2 separate regions of the Gossypium arboreum genome follow, and region 1 is linked to region 2. Evidence: chromatin contacts called from public Hi-C data. All regions are on one chromosome and are shown on one strand. Each heading gives the region's core, a stretch centred on a gene start, on an enhancer-like site or on the middle of the called end of the contact. The rest is flanking DNA. Distances are from core to core; before and after follow the strand shown. Region 1 holds the start of LOC108486202. Region 2 holds the start of LOC108486783 (monogalactosyldiacylglycerol synthase, chloroplastic-like).

Region 1 (6,977 bases), core at 3,987-6,486, 320 kb before region 2:
TTGGTATAATGCTTTAATGTGTTTGGAATGTGATAAACTGGCATGTTTTCTATTGAGTTTATACAAGTTTTGAATTGGTTTAAATGTTTATTGAGTCATCAAAAAGGTTTTTGATTTAGTTTTGTATGAAGTTGGCATTAATGGCATATATTGCACCACATGGTCTATCCACAAGGCCATGTGTCTCACACAAGCTGATGACACGGTCATGTCTTTATTGGAAAATAGGATGAATTAGGAGAACACAATTCTCGATTGTCACATGGGCTGGTCACACGACCGTGTGAGTACTGTAGATTTGGTTAATTAAATTTCACTTGGTCTCAGTTTGTTATAGGCCCAGCCACACGACCATGTGACTTTTGATGTAATTTTTGCAATTTGATCCACACAGTTTTGGAGACTTATCCACACAGTTTTGGAGACTTACACGACTTGGACACACGGTCGTGTGACCCCTATTTTGCATGACTACTTTTATCTTTTGAAAATGTTTCAATTTTATCCTTATTTGTGCTCAAGTCAACTTAAGAGCTTTCGTAATCCCGAATAAGACTCAAATTTAATTGTATATTTGAACGTTTATGACATGATTGATTATTTTAAGGATTTATTTATGATTTAATTGATCCGAAATTTTGGAAATGTTGCAAATTAGTCCTAGTTGAATTCTAGGTTGACATTGGAGCATAGTTAAGCTCGTATAAGGCTCAAGAAAAGTTATATTTGGGGATTATGCATTGAATTAACTATTATTATGTGACTTATGTTTAATTTGAATGTTATTTGTGTATTTATGAGGTAATTTCATATTTATTTGAAATAAACAATGTGAATTAAATCTGTTCTGTTTCGACATTATCTGTAGCACTCTGTAGCTCAATTCTGGCGATCGGACCGAGTGAGGGGTGTTACATCCTTTTTGCAAGAATGTCCATTGTCACCCAAATATATATAACTCCTATGCATGGTCTCCCAATCTCTTTTAACCGATCACCGGTAATTATTATGTCTCCCACTTTAGAACTAGTAGATTCCATCTTAACCAAACTAGAAGTGAAACTTAACTATTTACCCGACAATTCCAAAATTCCTAGTCGAGTCCACCAACTCTCTACTTTGCTCAATTAACTCCCAAAGCTCCTTTAAATTCGAGTCCTTAGAGAAATCTGGATGTGACAATCTAGCTTATTCGGTAGAATTATTTTAACCCTGCACCAGGTCAAGTGGCATGTATATAAGGTTTATTTGGTGAAAATATATATGTAATGAATGGTGATGTTTTGAATGTTGTGTATATATATATATGTCATTTTGGATAATTGTTCAATAATGGCGTAAACTAAAATACGTTTTTACTTATGTTAGAAATGTTAATTCATTTGATTAATTGACAGACTTATAAAAATAAACCATTTGGGCAAATAATAATAATGTAATAAGAACACGCGACGGAAAGTCATTTGGCGGATAAGCTCGAGTGATCACTTTTTTTACGAATCCTTTTGTTTAAAAGTATTTTTATAAAATTATAAAATATTGAAAATTAATAATGTTGCTTAAACCTTGATTAGTCTCATAAATGTTTATACCTCTAATGTATATATATATGTGTGTGTATGATTAGAATTAAAATTATGATGACTTTAAAAATAGATTTAGTTTATGGCTTTGAATGTGAATGTTTTTGTTCTTTTGTAGCACTCCATAACTTGGGTCTAGAGATCAGGTTAGGCGAGGGGTGTTACAATGAATTTTGGCTTTAGCACCTAGAGAGGATCCCAAAATCAGGTGTATTTATGTTTTGAATAGTTTGGCATGTACTTAACTAGTTGAGTCACTTTTGGTATATCTTTATATTTACATGAATTTCAGTAACAAGTTAGTACTTGTGAATTTAGTTAATAGTGTTATCATATGTTCATAAGTAAGTTATATGAAATGTGATGTGTATTTGTATCTAAATTAATGGTAGTTGCCTCGACAAGGAATGTGACACACTACAGCTCAGACTTGACGATTAGATCGTGTTTAGGGTGTTACATGGTGTCACAAGTCAATTGAACATGTGACACCCATACCCGACCCGGTTGTCGGATCCAAGTTACGGGATGCCACATTCGTTACCGGAGCAACTACGATCTCAATTTCAATTTCAGTTCAACAGTTTATACATGCTATTAAGTTCAATACACAATTATAATGCATTATATAATTGAATCTAGGATTTAAATGAGCTTACGAAAGCTCTTTCGATAAATTGAGATTGGTTAAGGACTAAATGTTGGATCGCGGTACACCCCGTGGCATAGGAGGAAAATTATTCTGGTGATCATCAACCATGGATCCATGTACGAGGAATGAATCAGGTTGAAACAAGGGTCGAAAATATGCCTTTTTCTAAACTGGAAAAGCGACGAACAACGTTGTTGATATGATTCCTTTGAACGATGCCGATCCCAAGCTGCAACAATAACGTTTCGACCTCTACGTAATTCACCCAGTCAAAGTATGAACAACAAAATTCTCTTAAACTTTTTTAGAGAGAAAAATCAAAAACGGCTGTTAGACCTTTAGATATTGTTTTTCTTGATAACCTTAACACACTAATGGATTATATTCCTTTTATTTTTTTGATATCTTTTATTTTCTTTGATATCACATATCGTAAATAAAACGAGATTATTCCTTATTATTAGAGAAACAAATAGAAAGTTAGAAAAACAAATTATATTATTTCCTAAAGAATATCAACTTTCATGTCCTTCTATATTTTGACCAAATTAATTATTATAACTATTTATATTAATAATTTTGATAAACTATATATAATTAATATTTTGTTTGAATCAAATTCATATATTAATTTTTTCTATGTTCTCTATTTGTGTACAATAAGTTTGTACATATAATGTGCTAAATATTTAACTATCGAATTAAATTAATTCAATAATTAATTTAATTCATGTGACAACTAAATACAATACCAAATGTATTTGGATTCAGTTTGCTTCAACTATAGGGTGTGACCTTGTAGGTTCTTGTAAAGTTAATAATAATATTATAATGTCTCTAATATTATAAACAATGAGTGGCATCTAGTAATGCATCATTGATAACCAAGTTGCAAGAAGTCGTGATTCGACATTACCTTTTTGTGATAATCTTTTCATGTATTATATGCTTTTATCCTTAACATCTAGATTGGACACAAGTCATGAAATTGTCACACTTGTATAGTCCAATATCATCTTTCTTGATATTCTGAGTAGACTACTATAAAAAAATAAGTGTGATATCTTATATCAACTGATTCGAGCATGGCCATGCATTTTTAATCTCACTCCATCAAGAGGCCTAAGATATTACTCGTATTATGTAAGAAGGACAAATCCTATCTTGATCAACCATATTCCTCTACATAGATTGTGACATACCCAACATCAGTCTTTATAGTATAACCTGTTATGGTAGACGTTTGACTGTGTCAAAATATACAACTCACTATGTTGGGACAATGATGATCTCAAGTCTAAGGATCATATACATAATTATCACTATGAGTAATGTTGTGACTATTACATAATAATCCAATAACCATACTCATAGCAGGTCAGTCCAGTATGTTGTTCTCTAACACATACTCGCGTATCAGTTTTGACATCCCTATGTCAATGACAACACTTCATCATTAATCAACTACACATTAGTCTCAATGCATTATCATTGTTCAAGCCCACTATAATACTTGACTAAGGACCTTTTAAGAATAATCATATTATTCTTAGGACTTTATTATTAAATACTTTATTCGTGCATACATAAAAAGAAACTGAAATAACAATGGCAATGCATTATATTAGAAAACAAGGTAAAATGAGTATGTGATTACAATCATCTCATGATTGGTCTTTGGGCATACTCTAACACTAAAATGCAACAATTTTAAAACTATCGAGTTGATGTCATGACATCGAAGGTCCATAGTTGTGATGTCACTCTCTGTTGATTTTTCATCGTGACATCACCTACTGCTTTCATAACTTCCTTGAACATAAAATCACAACAACTCTATAATATGAACATTAACATATTTACATTATTTTAAACCTTATGCTACTTACATACATATATATATATAATATACAACTCATGTATCATATATCAAACTAACCATGATATCTAAAACACCAAATCAACAATTTACTACTTAAAACCGACTCAATTTTGGGTACATGCCACATATTGAAGCATAAAGAAACTATACAAACTTTGCTAAGATGAGAGTTGCGGTTTGAATGCTGGATCACTCCTCGAGTCTTTGAGATCTATTAGTACCTATGCATAGAATAAACAAACCGTACGTTAAGCGATAAAGCTCAGTGGTACTTTTATGTTTCAAATCAACATAGCATGTTAGACCTACACTAAAATCATGAATTAGTTTTCAACAATAACAATTTTCAATTCATGTCACATCTATCCAAAATGCATACCTTATGCTAATTGATAAATTCATATTAGCATAGAATACCAAGTTTCCTATCATTGCAATAATTCAATTATATGCCAATGCATTTCACCAAGTCAATTCATTTTCACATTTCCTTCTCGAATCATTTGTTTTGTTTCGTTTTTAGACAAGTCTTTAAGGCTTGTATAATCGGTTTGTATAATCTTTCACATGCTGTCAGTTATCATATTTCATATGCATACAAAATATTTCATTTTCAAATGATTGTTCATATCAACCATCATTACAAGTTCATGTTTTATAATCATTATTAACCGAAAACAAATTCAAAACGGATGCGCAAATTATTTGACCATCACACCAATCTATAATGATTTAAAACTTATCATAATTTACAGTTACAATTTCCCCTTAAAAGTTCTTAATATTTAAAAATAATATATGTTTTTATATCAAAATTATTTCTCGTATCAAATCTTAATTTCGAAAATTATTAGAACGTATTAAAAAATTCTATTAAATGCCAATGACGAGGAAATATTAAAACCGATGAGAAATTATCGAAATTTTTGAAGAATTACAAAAATTATAAAGCTATACCAATTATTACTAGAGAATACCAAAAAAATATGAAAATATATCAATTTTAACTTGTACCTTGTTGAATGGGTAAAATCCGTCCTAAGTTTTTTTTTTCCAAAGCTCACAGCAGACATCCCGTTAGTGGTTTAGTAGGATTGTAGGAGTAAGTATTTTATTTTTCCCTCCAAAAATGAAAAAAGAAAAGAAGAAAGGAAGTGGGTACTCACATTAATAATCATGACACGTAAAATTACAGCTAATCCAGCCCCCTTTTTTTTCTTGTCAGCCCTGGTTTTCTCTCTCTTAAAATCCCTTATTTTCCCCCACACTCCCACTCAAGAAGACGCCCAACAAAACACAGAGCAAAAGCATTAACAAAGAGGTGACAAAGGAATCAATTCCATCATTTTCTCCGTCTCCGTTTCCTCCTCCTTCTCCTTCGCCGCCATGGACCAGCAATCGCAGCTCGCCCTCATCCTAGGACCTGACCCGATTCCATTTGAAACCCTAGTCTCCCACTTGATGTCATCATCAAACGAACAACGTTCTCACGCTGAGGCCTTGTTTAATCTATGCAAGCAATCGGACCCTGACGCCCTCTGCCTTCGCCTCGCCCACCTTCTCCAAGTCTGCACTCAGCCCGAGACTCGCGCCATGGCAGCTATTCTCCTCCGTAAGTTGTTGACGCGTGACGACTCTTATATCTGGCCTCGCCTCAACATTTCTACACAGTCTTCCCTCAAATCCGTGCTTCTGTCTCAAATCCAAGTGGAAACCACCAAAAATTTATCTAAAAAGCTGTGCGATACTGTTGCGGAGCTTGCTTCCAGTATTTTGCCGGAGAATGGGTGGCCAGAGCTCTTGCCGTTTATGTTTCAGTGTGTCTCTTCGGATTCCCCTAAATTACAGGAGTCTGCTTTTTTGATATTTGCGCAGCTGAGTCAATATATTGGGGATGTGTTGACTCCTTTTATAAAGGATCTACACACTGTGTTCTTGAGGTGCCTGAGTGAAAGTTCTAATGCCGATGTCAAAATTGCTGCGTTGAATGCGGTCATCAACTTTATTCAGTGTTTGACCAGCTCATCCGATCGGGATAGGTTTCAGGATCTTTTGCCAGCAATGATGAGGACCTTGACAGAGGCTTTAAATAACGGGAATGAGGCCACTGCTCAGGAGGCACTTGAGTTGTTGATCGAGTTGGCAGGTACCGAGCCACGGTTTCTTAGGAGGCAGCTTGTTGATGTAGTGGGTTCGATGCTGCAGATTGCAGAGGCAGAATCTCTTGAGGAAGGGACACGTCATTTGGCGATTGAATTTGTGGTGACTTTGGCGGAAGCAAGGGAGCGTGCTCCTGGAATGATGCGGAAGTTGCCGCAATTTATTAGTAGGTTATTTGCAATATTGATGAGAATGCTGTTAGATATTGAGGATGATGCAGCATGGCACACAGCAGAATCTGAGGATGAGGATGCTGGAGAGACCAGCAATTACAGTGTCGGACAGGAGTGTTTGGATCGTTTGGCAATTTCCTTAGGTGGGAACACAATTGTTCCTGTTGCATCTGAGCAGTTGCCTGCTTATTTGGCTGCTTCTGAGTGGCAAAAGCATCATGCTGCACTAATTGCCCTTGCGCAGATTGCTGAGGGGTGTGCCAAGGTACACTTATTAATCATCGTTTGTTAATGTGGTTATTCAGTTTGGTTTATGGTGTTGTAAGTTTACTAACAATGGGGTGGAATTCTGTCTAGTGCATGTGGATTCAAACATATTTTTTTATAGCCTAATGGCATAGCTAATTCATCTTTGAAAGGAAAAAATGCCTTATGTTTCATGGTTGAGTAAAAAATTAGGAAGATGTTTATTTTCTTTTTCTTTTTTTAAATTTATTTGTTGCTGTACTTGCAGGTTATGATTAAAA
Region 2 (6,598 bases), core at 3,999-6,498:
ACTTTCTAGGTTGGCATCGATCAACATCTTTATTGATTGAAATGAGAGGGTCAAAGGATCCCCATGAACTTGTATTAGAGAGGGATGTGAAACAAAACCGGTCGAGGTGCAACATCGTAGAGACGGAGGCGATAGTCTAACGAGAACTTGACAAAAGAGGAGGTAAAGAGAAGGAGAATTTTAATACTAGATAAATGGAGGAGATAAAAGTAAAGAAGAAAGAAAAAGAAGATTGGTGGTCACGGTGGTGGTCCGACGATGGTGCAATTAATTAATGCTGGTGGTTTCAAAAACAATGAATGAAAAATGAAGTAAAAGATGGAGGAGAACAACCAAATAAGGGGTAGCACAAGGTGGTTCAAAGGAGAAAAAAGAGAGGATTTTTGTAAAAATGAAAAACCAAAATGTGTGCATAGCCTTCAAGGGTTAGACAACTACTTAGTCAACACTATTGTAACATCCCGTTTTCAAAGGTGTCGAAAATAGTGGTTTTGAGACCACAATTCAGATGATTAAATTATTATTTTACTATTATTTTAATGTTTACAGAATTATATTAAAGTCGTATTAAAATTTTATTAAGAAATTTTGATGTTTAAATTGTTAATTAGGTAAAAAGGACTAAATCGTAAAAAGTGTAAAATATGAGTTCTATTAGTTAAAAGGGTCCAATGGTTATGAAATCTTAAACCAAAGGACTTGAATGGTAAATAAACCATTTAATGAGTTAGTGGATATGCATGGATAGGTTTTAATGAAATTTTGATAGTTTTTAAAGGTTAATTAATTAATTTGATAATTAAATGAAAATGTTAAGAAATTAAAAGATGGCAAACTATCATCTTTCTCATTTTTATATTTTCTAACCTAAAACACCAGTAAATAAGGTTTGGAGCATTCGGTTAAGCTTGTTGCTTGCATGATTAAGATAAACCACGTTTGAACCTAGATCAAGGAAAAGCTAAAGCTTCGGATTAGCTCAATCTTACTTCTACATCCTCGTTATTGAGGGAAGTTCGTATGAGCTGTAATCACTTTCATGCTAATTAAATTGAATGTTCATCATGTTGATTTTATATAAACGAATGTATATATATGTATCAATATTATGATGAATTGACGAATATTAAGTCTCAGTTAAACCTTATGAATTGACGGATATTAAGTCCCGGTTGAACCTTAGGAATTCTTAGGATACAAATGACATGTCATTAGGGATTTCATGCTTCAGTTGTTGGTCTTAAATGTCCTACCGATGGCTGAGGTCCTGCATTTGTTGCGGATTCTACACAGCTCATGTGAGCAGCATCGTGTAGCTTACATTCTAACCACGGCTCGTATGAGCAGGCCCATTTCAAAGTTCGTGTGAGCATTGATGTAAAGGAAAGGTTACGGTTCCATATAAAGGCACACTTCGTGTGAGCTTTCCTGAGTATCCGATGAAATTCTAAATGGTTCAACGGGTAAGAAAAGGAAAAAGAAATGGTAAGTATGCAAATACTATGAAACATGACATTATGGTAACATTGATGATATAAAATGTTATGTTTATACATGGTAGACCACATATCTTATGGTTGATTTCATATATATATGAATAAGTGTACTAACTTGTAAGTTTTGATGATGTTGTATAGGCTCATATTAAGCTTAATGCATTGGTTTTGGTTTATACTTATTTTATAAATTGTATTATAGAAATGGTAAGTTATGTTTAAGGTTTATACGAGCTTACTAAGCACTCGTTGCTTACGTAGTTTCTTTCCTTTATTTTATAGATTATCAGAAGCTCGATCAATTTAGAAATTTGTCAGAGATCTATCATACTATCCAGAAGTCAATTCGGTAGTTTTTTAGTATTATAAACCAATGGCATGTATATGATGTTGTGTAATGGTGCTTTGATATGTTTATGTTTTGAAGATTATGTTTGGTTGGTGCATTTAAGTGTTTACCAAAGATTGTCATTTTTTGTCACTTGTTAAAGCTTGTAAATAAGGCTCTTATGGTATTTTTTGAATGGTTTGAAAATGGTTGTATGTAGTATGATTTAGTACTTATATGGACTAAGTTTGTATGCATGAAATGTAGCATATAGACATGTTTAGGTAAGAGATGTTTGGATGCAAATTGTGGTGCTTTTGAATGGCATATTGGTTAAGTGATTTAGGATGCTTGAAATGGTATGTTTATACAAGTTTGAATGGTGTTTGAACCCCTTGAATGTGTGCTTAAGTGGTATGAGAAATTATGCATGAAATGGTTTTGAAATGGTTTGATTTTAGGTAAATTTTGGGTTCACACGACTTGGGACACGGGTGTGTGACACAACTGTGTGAGGTACATGGTTTGGCAACACAGCCATGTGTCATTTGACGATTTCTTAGGGTTCAAGTTAGTGAGTTACATGGCTTAGCACACGGGCGTGTTGGGTAACTTAGAGAGTTACACGGCTTGGTACAAGAGCATGTGACATGGCCGTGTGACCCTCCTTAGTGAATTACACAGGTGAGGACACGGGCAGGGACACGGTTGTGTGCCCCTTGTTCAAAAGTTACATGGTCGTGTGACTCCTGTTTCCAATTTTTGCAACTTTTTCCTAAACTTTTCAAATTGTTTCAAATTATTCCTGAATTTCTTCTAAGCTATTTTTAGGGCCTTGAAGGCTTGATTTAGGGAAAAAAATGTAGGATAATGAATGATTTATAATATATTTAAATTATTGAATGTTATAATGTTTAAATGTTTTTGGTTGCTCGATAATACTCCATAACCTTAATTCGATGAGAAGATGGATTAGGGGTGTTACAACTCTAATTTTTGGAAAGAGAAAGAGACGAAGAGAGTAGAAAGGGGAATGGAAAAGATGAAAGAAAAAAAAAGAAAAACATGAATGTGGATGGTTTCATGTGCTAGAAGTGGCATACATTAGTGTAAAGGCAAGTGAGAAAAATAAGGAGAAGAAAAGGAAAGAGGGGAACCCATGAAGTGAAAAAGGGGGGGGGGGGAAGATGGTAAGTTGACTAGTTAAGGAGGAAAGAACCCTTTGTTTGCATGGTAACTAGGAGTGGACGGTTATGAAAGCTTTGATCAAAGTTTTATAATCCGAAAATTAAATAAAAAAAACATGAGAATGTGAGGAATTGAACATAGAACCTTTGGCTTATTTAGGTTCAAGTTCTATCATATGTGGGTTATTTTCGAATTTTAAGTTTCAAATATGTATTTTCATTATTAATATGTTTGTGCTTGTAATGATTTGATTTTGTTTGTATTTATTTAGATTTGTATTATTTGGATGTTACCATGTTTATAAATTTGTCTAAATTTATTCTAATAACTAATGGTATTTGAACTTAAATATTATAATTTTAAACCTTCAAATTTACCATTTTACCTAAAAGTTAATTTGGTATATAATTTTACTTACATGGTAAATGTGTGATAATTTAGTATAAATGGATAAATTCATCCAATAAAACTAACCTAAATAACCAATGTTTTAAAAACTGGATTGATAATAAAACTGATGATATCATCAATATTGATTCAATTATTATTCTAATAATAATTAATAAATTAATAAAATTTTAATTCTTTGGCCCAATTTTTAATTTTTACCATTCTAATCCGATGTAAAAACAATGAAAATAACCTTAAAAGAAGCACATGTAAAAAATTCAGGTAGCCTATCAATCATCGAAGTGGGGAAGATAATGTCAATGTGTCATATGCAATGTCGTACAGGGTTAAATTTTATAGTAGGCCCCGTCTACTATATGTCTAGGCATTTAGGGCTCATTTGACTTAAGTTTATGGATTTTTATATATTTGAAGTTTAGTATTTATATTTATATTTTTATAAAATTAATTTTTTTATTTTTAAATTTTAAAATGTAGTTTCAATTATTATTTTATATAATATTCATAACTTCTCCTAACCTTTAAAGAGTATAAAAACACACTTCAAGACGTTTGTACTCACATCCTCATTTATTAGTAATAATATCGATACTAACCGAAATAAAACTCAATTGGTATGTAAGTTTAATTGTTAATACTATTAAAAATCTTTTATTAAATTTATTGGTGTGATATTTTGAAATAAAAGAATACTCATTTGATAATCATATAATAAAAACAACATTGTAATCAACTTGAATTCAATAAAAATTTTTAATGATTTAACAATTAGGGTTGTATCCTTAAATATAGAAAAAAAACTATGTTTCTTAAAATAAAAATAAATAAATTTCAAATATATAAAAATATTTTTTTAAACTTAAGTAAAATTATACATCACTTTAAGTTTAACATTAAAATATCATTGACATCATATTTAACATTGGATAATCCTTCTTTTTAAAAGAGAAAAATAATTTATTAAAAGCACATACCCTAATTTACATTTTAATCTAAAAGAATTTAATCAATTTAAATGGTCGGTTCTGACGTGGACTTATATGGCTTCTGTACATTGAGTGCGGCGAGGACCAAACACGAAACGCTACTTGTGTACAAACCAAATCCCAATTTCTTAGATTTAATTTAATTTACATAATCTCATTATACTTTTCAATATTAAACTCAAATTAGGGGTGAAACTATAAATATTGATAACGAGTTGGGATACATGTTCAAAATAATCGTAATTAAATGTTCAAGGCATAATAACTTATTTTATCCTCTAATTTTATAAAAAATACATTTTAGTTTTCTATTTAATTTTTTTTTTACCTCTTTTCGTCTTTAAACTTGTACTTTTCATCTTTAAATTTGTACTTTTAGTTAAATTGCCCTAAAATGAATAGAAAAGTTAATTTTTTTTAAAAAACTTTGCAGATATTGTATACACGTGGATGACACCACGTCATCTTATGCTTGAGTTTGCCTTCAATATTCAATTTAGTACCTAAATTTATATGGTACATTAGTTTGGCTCTAATGTATAATTTGGTACCTAACCAAATGGCATAATATGCCCCAATAAATATTCGATACTTGGGCTCTAATAAAAAAATATAAGTACTTAATTGAAACACAAAACTTAAATAATAAATTGAATATTAAAGCGGAATTAGGAGAAAAGAAAATTGTAAGTGTGAAATAATATATTAACCCTAAAATTTAACCACAAGCCAAAACGAGAGCACAGTTGGGCAACCTAGGAAAAGTGGGTCCGGTTACTATCAAAGCACTAAGTACAAAGGCATTCCCTATCTCAGTTTCTGCGGTTACAAAATCACCATTAGATTCCATCACTGTCACCTACTTTTTTTCACCATTTCACTCGTATATTTATTTTATTTATCTATATCTTTGGTTTTTCCATATAAATAAATGAACTTTGGCTGTTATTCGAAACAAAAACTATCATGGTTTAAAATTTTTTCAGTTTTTTTCTCATCATCATCATAACTCTGCAACTAGCCAAAAAAAACTTCCCAAAATGCAAAACCCTTCAAAGATTACCCAAGAATCTGGCTCTGCCATTGATCTCGTTACGCAAACGGGTCACTTAGCTTTCAACAAGAGCTTTTACAGCTCGAATTCTGATGGGTTTTCTTCATTCAAGCCAAATTACGTGTATTTCTCGGGGTTCAGAGGCTCGATTGCTCATAAAAGGCGTAGAGTTATAGCTGTTGCTTCGCTCAGTTTGGGTGCTCGAAACGGCGTTTCTTCGAGCGTTGGGAGGATCATGAACGAGTTCAATAGAGCGATTAAGTTTCATTGTGAAAGAATCCCGATCGGGTTTGCTTCGGTTCGGGTCGGTTCCGAGGATAGGAATGGAGTGAGGGATGACGGTGGCGGTGTTTTGGAGGTTGAAGGTTTGCCTTTAAATGGAGTCGAAGCTGAGGCCCCCAAAAAAGTTTTGATTTTGATGAGTGATACTGGTGGGGGTCATAGAGCTTCCGCTGAAGCTATTAAGGCTGCTTTTATGGAGGAATTTGGAGACGATTATCAGGTCAGTTTCCTTTTTGTTTGGTTGCAAAGAAAATGTGGGCATTGGGCAAAAGTAGAAATTGAGAAAATTCATTTCATTTCATTGTTTTTGGTATCAATATAGGCATATTTCAGTTTTATTTATCTTTATGTTTCTGCAGTTTCTTGGCAAATTGATTGAAGAATTAGTAGATAATGGGTGCATACGTTTTTAGTGTACTTTTGTTCTGTATGTCAAGATTGGTGTTCTATTGCAGGTGTTTGTTACTGATTTGTGGTCGGATCATACACCCTGGCCATTTAATCAATTGCCAAAGAGCTATAACTTCTTAGTCAAACATGGATCATTGTGGAGAATGACTTATTATGGAACCGCTCCTCGGGTAATTCATCAATCAAATTTTGCTGCAACTTCGACGTTCATAGCAAGGTGAGATGTCTTTAGATTGTTTTCCTATATTATTTATGTTGGAGTCGTCTTGGTGGTGGACTTTTGTTGCTAAAGCTTATAGCAAAGTACACGTGAGCTGGGGTGGTGTCAATGCTCCGGAGCGCTCTATGATGTTTAAGTCAGGAAAGGAGATTTTGTAACAGGTAAAGCAAGAGCTTAAGCTAGCAGAGAAGAAGTATGAGAGAGTCTAGATCGTGAGAGAGA

What was found. Hi-C and Micro-C count contacts between places; a contact is called where the count stands out from the background.
Region 1: a contact with region 2 is called in a Hi-C map of leaf, with 2.4 times the contacts expected there. The contact joins the promoter of LOC108486202 here to the promoter of LOC108486783 in region 2. A contact is called at or near these places in 2 of 5 Hi-C or Micro-C datasets (both in leaf).

Annotation. Positions count from the first base shown.
Region 1 is chr6:94,910,145-94,917,121 of ASM2569848v2, reverse strand. It overlaps LOC108486202, which reads left to right and starts at 5,236. Exons shown (of 20, transcript XM_017790102.2): 1 at 5,236-6,715; 2 at 6,965-6,977. The coding sequence starts at 5,504.
Region 2 is chr6:94,594,921-94,601,518 of ASM2569848v2, reverse strand. It overlaps LOC108486783 (monogalactosyldiacylglycerol synthase, chloroplastic-like), which reads left to right and starts at 5,248. Exons shown (of 8, transcript XM_017791008.2): 1 at 5,248-5,965; 2 at 6,201-6,373. The coding sequence starts at 5,450.